Linked DNA regions of Mus musculus: region 1 is linked to region 2. Evidence: chromatin contacts called from public Hi-C data. All regions are on one chromosome and are shown on one strand. Each heading gives the region's core, a stretch centred on a gene start, on an enhancer-like site or on the middle of the called end of the contact. The rest is flanking DNA. Distances are from core to core; before and after follow the strand shown.

The links. A called contact is a pair of places that touch in the nucleus more often than the background predicts.
Region 1: a Hi-C map of rod photoreceptor shows a contact between it and region 2, with 2.9 times the contacts expected there. The contact joins the enhancer-like site here to the promoter of Rassf3 in region 2. A contact is called at or near these places in 1 of 39 promoter capture datasets (liver), 1 of 484 Hi-C or Micro-C datasets (rod photoreceptor), 1 of 115 datasets of contacts at active chromatin or transcription factors (embryonic stem cells) and 3 of 9 other capture datasets (adipose tissue, liver and pancreatic islet).

What each region holds. Positions count from the first base shown.
Region 1 is chr10:121,567,922-121,571,551 of GRCm38.p6, reverse strand. It overlaps Tbk1 (TANK-binding kinase 1), which reads left to right. Exons shown (of 21, transcript NM_019786.4): 6 at 761-921; 7 at 3,413-3,523. Among named protein-coding and RNA genes, the nearest start is that of Tbk1, 17 kb to the left of the region's middle. Within about 2 kb of position 2,006, at least 89 of the 459 cell types and tissues checked have an H3K27ac peak or open chromatin away from gene starts, as enhancers often do. A contact at or near this core is called in embryonic stem cells, pancreatic islet and rod photoreceptor, where this site is marked.
Region 2 is chr10:121,474,227-121,477,900 of GRCm38.p6, reverse strand. Rassf3 (Ras association (RalGDS/AF-6) domain family member 3) reads left to right here and starts at 1,651. Exons shown (of 5, transcript NM_138956.3): 1 at 1,651-1,898. The coding sequence starts at 1,791.

The DNA of each region.
Region 1 (3,630 bases), core at 757-3,256, 93 kb before region 2:
ATCTACATAGATCATTCTGGATCAGCCAGGGCTAAATAGTGAAACTGTCTCAAAACACATCTACAAAAAAGCCAGCAGTAAAAATTCTTGATTGCTTTACAGTTTATACTAGATCAAAGGATTTGTTTTGTTTATTTTTATTTTATGTGCATTGATGTTTTACCTGCCTGCATGTCTCTGTAAAAGTGTCATGAGCCCCTGGAACTCAAGTTTCAGACATTTGTGGACAACCATGTGGGTGCTGGGAATTCAACCTGGGTCTTTTGGGAGAGCAGCCAGTGGTTATAAGCACTGAGCCGCCTCAGCCCCGGTGCAGTGGGCCTGTCTGCATTAGAAGAAGAGGCACCTGAAGACTTTAGAAGCCTCTGGCCAGGAAAGGCCCGTTTGGGCTCAGTACAGTGAGGAGAGAATGCTTGGATGGCATGCAGCAAATTAGGTCATTGCTACAAAGGAGGGTGGGGTCTGTCTAGAGTTCATGAGCTTACATTCTTATTACATGTATGTACTGGGGAGATGCTGGTCCTCTGGTGCCCCTGTAAGAGTCAGGACAGCTCGTGGCAGTCACTGCTCTCCTTTCACCATGTAGGTCCCAGAAATTGAACTCAGGGGTCGCCAGACTTGCTGACTGGCACCTTTACCCACTGAGCCATCTTCCCAGCCCAAATGAGTCTTTTGAAAATGGAAGAGTGAAATTACTAGGAAAACATGATAGGACTTTAACGTTGTTGAGTAAGTCGTCAGCTCCTGCTATTCTCTTCAGCATCCGGACATGTATGAAAGGGCAGTGCTAAGAAAGGACCATCAGAAGAAGTACGGGGCTACCGTTGATCTGTGGAGTGTTGGAGTGACATTCTACCATGCAGCCACGGGGTCGCTGCCGTTTAGACCCTTCGAGGGGCCTCGGAGGAACAAAGAAGTAATGTAAGCACCTCTGCGTCTGCCGTTAGACGGGGTTTCTGATGTGTGTGTGTATCTTGTTTATCCAGATGTGTGAGGAGATGAAATTGATGAAAATTGGCTTTTCTAATACTTTATGCTTCCTGTGAGTATAATTCATGTGTATAAATGTTTTCCTGCATGTGTGTCCGTGTACCCGGTGCCCGAAGAAGCCAAAAGATTGATTGCCTGAAAGTGAAGTCACAGATGCTTGTGACTGTCCTGGTGGTGCTGGGAACTAAACCCAAGTCTGTAAGATGAGGCAGTGCTCTAACTGCTGAGCCATCTCTGCAGCCCCACAGTGTTGTACGCATTTATATGCCTCTGTACTGTTGGAGATATGATCAGTGCACAAAGTCTTGAATAGTAAACAAAAAAATCAAGGAAAAGATAGACTTGTGGAGTGAAGTTTATTGTGATTCATCTGAACACTGTGTGTTAGGGTCTTTGCTGCTGTGACCAAAGGCAGCTTGGGGAGAAAAGGGCTTATTTCATCTATAGCTTGTTCAGGGAAGTCGGGGCAGGAGCTGATGCAGAGGCCATGGAGGAGTGCTGCTTACTGGCTTGCTCCTCCTGGCCTGCTCAGCCTGCTTTCTTAACCATTCAGGACCACCTGCCTAGGGCTGACACCACCCCAGTGGGCTGGGCCCTCCCTTGTTAGTTATTAATTAAGACAGTGCCTTACGGGTTTTCCTGTAGTCGTCTTCGGGGAGGCGTTTTCTCTACTAAGATCTCCTCCTCCTAGATATGTCTAGGTTTGTGTCACGGTGACCAAAACCAGCCAGCACACTGTACTTCATTTTATTTCAAAAGAAACTGACAGCGCAATTGTGCCCCAGCCTCCTGAGTGTGGAATTGTGCGCGTACATTTTAAATCACATACCCAGCTTCCCCGGGGCATGTGATTTAAAGTAATCACAAGTGTAAAACGGAGCCTTTCTGTCATCTCAGAAAACTGAGGAGAACACATTTCTCCTCTAAGATTATCTGAGGAAGCGGATGAAACAAGGTCCTGTGGAGCATTGGCTTTTGCTAAAGCTTGAACATTTGCACGTGTGCTGCTGAACACACGGTGTCTGAACATGGACTGATTGCACTAAGATGGCGCAGTGTCAGCCAGAGCTTGCTTTACAGCTGTGCCCTTTTTATTAAACCTCCTCCTTAGCAAGGCCAAGCCCCCCTTTGTTTCCTCCTTAGATATAAGCTGTGCCCTACAGGCACGCGCTTCTGTTCTCATAGATGCATTTTAAAGCACTGACAACTTAAGCTACTCTAGAATGGATGAGAGCGTGTGTGGCTTGTAAGAAAGAAAACGTGACTCACAAGCCACCTGACTACTCTCTAATCGCTCTGCGCATACGTTAGTGGGATGTCTTTATTTGTACAGACACCTCTGTGCAAGGACTGATAGTAGATGTTCGTGGTGTGGTGTCGTTATCAGTGGCTGTCTGACCGTCCTGGAGCGGTGCACCCCCCTCCTGCCCAGCCACGCTGCTCAGCGTGTGAGCTCAGTGTGCATCCGTCGGCATGGATTAAGGGTCACGTGAGAAGCCTGTAGGGATGAAACTTGTGAAGAATTCGCGCCGCCCAGCAGTGCCATCGCTAATCCTCCTTGCTTGTGTCTCTGTTTACTCCTGTGTAACTTGATCCTGCAAGGATGAGCACACCTTCCTTTCCACCTCAGTTTCTTTTTTTCAAAAAACATCTCTTGAGGCAGAAGCTACAGCCGCCTGCCTCCATGGAGGAAGAATTAGAGTGCAGCAGTTGGGTTTCTGGTCGGCTCTGGTTTGCTCAGAGCGCATTTGTTTAGCTGATGAACTAAAAATGATCAGACAGAAAGAAACCCTGCCTTGGCTGATGTCAGATACTGCTGACTGGTGCCAAATGCATTCATGCAGCTACAGGTATTCTTACGGAAAGACACAGTCTGAGACCCCGAGGCCTGAGGTTCTGGCTCGCCTTGCTTCTGCCCATCCATTCTACACCACACTCACCAGTGTGGATAGTCGTAGAGCATCTTCCTACATCTGTGTGTGCTTTTTGTCTATGTGGAGATTTTTCTGATCCTGAGCTATGTACAGTTTTATCTCCCACTTCTTTAAAACAAAAATAATAATTTGATGGCTCATTTTGCAGTAGCCTTGTGGTCTGCTTGGCTGGATGAGGGGCTTTTATAGTCTAGACAGACTCAGAGGCATAACGGTTTTTATGTTTGCCCCATTTTTTCTGATGGAAAAATAATTTTGTTGTGAACATCAGGCACATTGGGCTCTCAAATGAAAACCAACTGGCGTATAGATAGTATTCGCACACTACTGTCCCACCTCAGTCAGGCAGAACTCATGGATGCCGCAGCCATCGGTCACAGAGGGCTTTAGTCGATGATTGCAGGTGCAAGTGAGGGGAACTTGCAGCCTGTCAATAGGCCGTGCCGTAATGACCTGCCTTACCTTATTCTGCTGTTGTTCCTCCTAAGGTATAAAATAATCACTGGGAAGCCGTCTGGTGCAATATCTGGAGTACAGAAAGCAGAAAACGGACCAATTGACTGGAGTGGAGACATGCCTCTCTCCTGTAGTCTTTCTCAGTAAGTGCGGTGTACCTAACTCGTGACCTTTGGCACTGTCTTAGTCAGGGTTTCTATTCCTGCACAAACATCATGACCAAGAAGCAAGTTGGGGAGGAAAGGGTTTA
Region 2 (3,674 bases), core at 402-2,901:
ATCTTGCATGGAGTGATTGTCCTCTTCTCTTACATTTGGCTCCTAAGTACACAAGGAACCTGTAAAGTAAGGCTTTCCGGCTAAAGGAAGAGTAAAGCCAGACTCTGCTTTCTAGTCATCCATAGTCGAGTGGTGCCTGGGAAGAAGTCTTTCAAGTAAGGGCTTTAAAATAGGCTGTGACTCTAAGGCCCCTCTGGGGGTGAGTTCCCTGGAGTGAAAGGCCAGTTTGCATGCTGAACACGTGAATAAATCTGCAGGAAGGCAGATAAGTCAGCCTTCTTTCTGCCCGAGGGAGGAAGGAACTACACAGGAGCCATTTCTTTCCCTTGTCCCAGACTTCTCTCCGGTCTGGCTTTCCCCCCTTCTCGTTCTCAAGTGACGATTAGGCACTCAGTCCTGATTCCAGGAAGGGTACACAAAAACGCCACAGAAGCAGCGGGTCTCAGCCTGAAGGCGACTGCTACCTTTATGTTTTAGTCACAGCACTGGGGGAGTAGAGGAGAAAAGGGCTTAGCCATAAGCAATGACGAGTTTCTCTTTTAAAAAACTCCTTAAAAAACAAAACAAAAATTCTGCTACGGCCTGCATATCATAGCAGCCTTAAAGCTTCAAACCCTCTTTCCCATCAAGGTCTCTTGCAAGCAAGTTAGTAGGACTCAAGTCAACTCCATCACGCCAAGGGGAAAACGACCCCCCAGGTCACCCTAAGCAAAAAAAAAAAAAAAAAAAAAAAGTCGCATTTTAAAAATTTAGCAGATTCCCGAAGGGAAACCTTGTTTTTTGTTGTGTGGGTGAGAACGGAGTGGTCTAATCTACTTGCTCCCCCATGGGGTGACCATGTAAGGTTGCTTGTGGGAGGCGACATTTCCAAAGTGCATTTAAATTAAAAGTACTGGATTGTTCGGTGATTATGAAATTTGTCCCCCAAATTCTCAACTGCTTTAGCCATCCACATTTGGGACACGCCTTCGCCACAGGGAGGCGGGAAAGCTTTACCACCGAAGTTCAAAAGAACCAGAGAGGATGTTTTCTTTCAAATAAGCACAACCCAGTCGCTCTTACCCCACCCACCTCTGCTAACTTATAACGGTTTGGGAGGGGCCAGCCGCACGCGTGGCTCGACCCCCTCGACCCAGACCGTTTCCACCAAGGCCGAGCCCGAAGGAGAGTGGGAAAAGTTCTCCATTATATTGCCGCCCTCTCCAAAACTTCGGCTCCAGTGACGGGAAATCACTGAGGAGTTTGCAGATTCCGGGAGGTTGGGGAAGCCCTCGGGAGAACTGTTCCAGCAGGGGCGGTGCTCGAACCCACCTTCCTCCAACAGTCCACCGGTGCTAGGACGGAGGGGCGTGGCTGAGGGCCGCGGGCGGGGCCCCACCTGCGCGCGCGGAGCTGGGCAGGACGCAGCAGCGGAGGCCCGTGGGGCGGGGCCTGGGCGGGGCCTTGGTAGCAGGGGCGTGGCGTGTGCTGGGTCCTTGACGGGCTGGGGGCGGGGTCTTGGCTGGGCGGGGTCTGGTTTGAGGTGGGTGGGGCCTTGCCAGGCGTGGGGGGCTGGGTCCAGGAGGGGGCGGGGTCGTGGCGCACCAGAGCCGGGAGGCGCCCGGAGAGGGCGGCTGATCCTGCGGGAGGGGACCAGACGGCGGCTTGAGCGGCGGCTGCAGCTGCAGCAGGACGGCTTGCCGGCGGCTCGGGGCCGCGCGCCGGGAACCTCACGGGGCGGGCGGGCGCCGCACCCCGGCCTGGCCGCCTGCGCCCCGGGGAGGCCCCCTGCGCGCAACCGGACCAGCAGCATGAGCAGCGGCTACAGCAGCCTCGAGGAGGACGAGGACTTTTTCTTCACCGCCAGGACCTCCTTCTTCAGGAGAGCGCCTCCGGGCAAGTCCCGTTCGGGTCAGCCGGTGAGTGGCGTGCTCGGGGGTCTTGGCTCCACGTGTCTGCGCCCGCGCTGGGCGATGCTCGCCCGAGGGCTGCGGGGCTCTGAGAGTGGCCTTTGCCCTTTCGGCGCCTGAAAGGTGCTGGGAGCCTGTGCAGTGGGCGTGGGCCGCCCGAGGCGAAGGAAGGAGGTGGAAGGGCGCGGAGCCAGATGGCCTGGGCCTCTCTGCTTGGGGGACGCCGGCTGCGGGAGCAGCTCCAAAGAGCCGGGAGGTCCCCGGGCCACTCGGGATGGCTCCCCCGACAGCCCTTCGGGGCGACGGCCGGGTCACCGCGCCGTCCTGGCTGCAGTTTGCTTCTAGCTGCAGTTTGCTCGATGGCCCTGAGTGGCTTGAGGGCACGCAATAGCCCAAAGTGACCGAGCAGCCCCGGTGCGGGCAAGCTGCAGGGTAAAGGGACCGGGCGATCGTCGGTGCTCACTAAAGTCTGGGTCTCATCAGGTCCGGTTTGCGGGTCCTGCGGACGTCCTGGGTAGACTTAGCTCCAGAGGGCTGAGCCTTACGCCGATTTCTTCCTTTTTTGGAGGAAGGGTGCCGTGGGAAGCGTGGCTTGGGAAAAGACAGTACGGGAAGTTGTGCCAGTTTCACAGATCGGGACAGGGATTATTATTATTTTTTTTTAGGGGCGTCTTCCAAATGGGGCACTTTGGCCGGACTTGTAAGGTCGGCGCTTAACCGGTGGCCTTCTGGCCCTGGAAGCCGCACCAGGGAGCCTGGCCAGCTCGGCCACGCTCTCGTCAGATATAGGAGCTTTAACGGAACAAACTTGTTGCTCCTAAAAACACCACAGACGCACACCAGAGGTTTCTGTCAACTCTGGAGATGAAAAACAAGAGAAACTAATCGTTCAGAGGCCCAGTGATGGGGATTTTGGTGGAGAGAAATCTCTGCCCAGACTGCCCTTGCCAACCCTTTTAAGTTTAACAGGCCGTTGTTTTCTAAAGTAAAACTCCTTTATCAGATTTGGAAGTTCTAGGCTTTTTGGTCTATTAGATTTCCAAACTAAGAGGAGGAGGAGGGTGAAAGGCTAGGATGAGGTCATTATTGCTAACAACTAGTCCCCTAGTGAAGGGCTAGCTAGGGTGGGTGGTAGCATGCCTTTATCCTCAGACTTCAGGTTGCTCCGTTTACTAGGGTGACCTTTTATTTTCAGTAGAATGTGCTAATGGGGGAATTTGGAAGTCAGAGATTACCCACGACTCCCACTCCCACACTGCCTGGCCTACCTCCTGTGGGGCAGACAAGAAATGGCCTTTTCCCCCTTTCTCATCTAGTTTTTCCCTCATTGGGGTTCTTCACCACTTTACATATTCCCCTCCCGTTTGCCTTGTAAAGAGCTTGAGCCAGTTTGACTTGTATTCCAGAAGTGCCTGGTAATTTCCAGAAAACCAGGGGGTTCTTGAATTCTACCGGTGTGGGAGTCCCCTCCACGGGGGTCCAGCCAGAATGCTGTGGTTGGAAGTCAAGAATCTTGTTCCTGCTTTTTAGTAGTTGAAGCGGCAGCTGGGGATGTAGCTAGTAGCTTGCCTAGTACTTACTGCATAATATGGGGTTGTAGTTCACAGTAGTGTGTCTGTCTGTCTGTCTGCCTGTCTGTGTGCAGGCAGGAAGATCAGCAATTCAAGGTCATTATCCAGACCCCCCCCCCCTTCACACACACACTTTAAGCAGCATTTCTGTGAGGTTTATGTACATTAAGAGAGTCTAGGTTATACGTAACCACTTTGGTAACCGTCCTCTAAC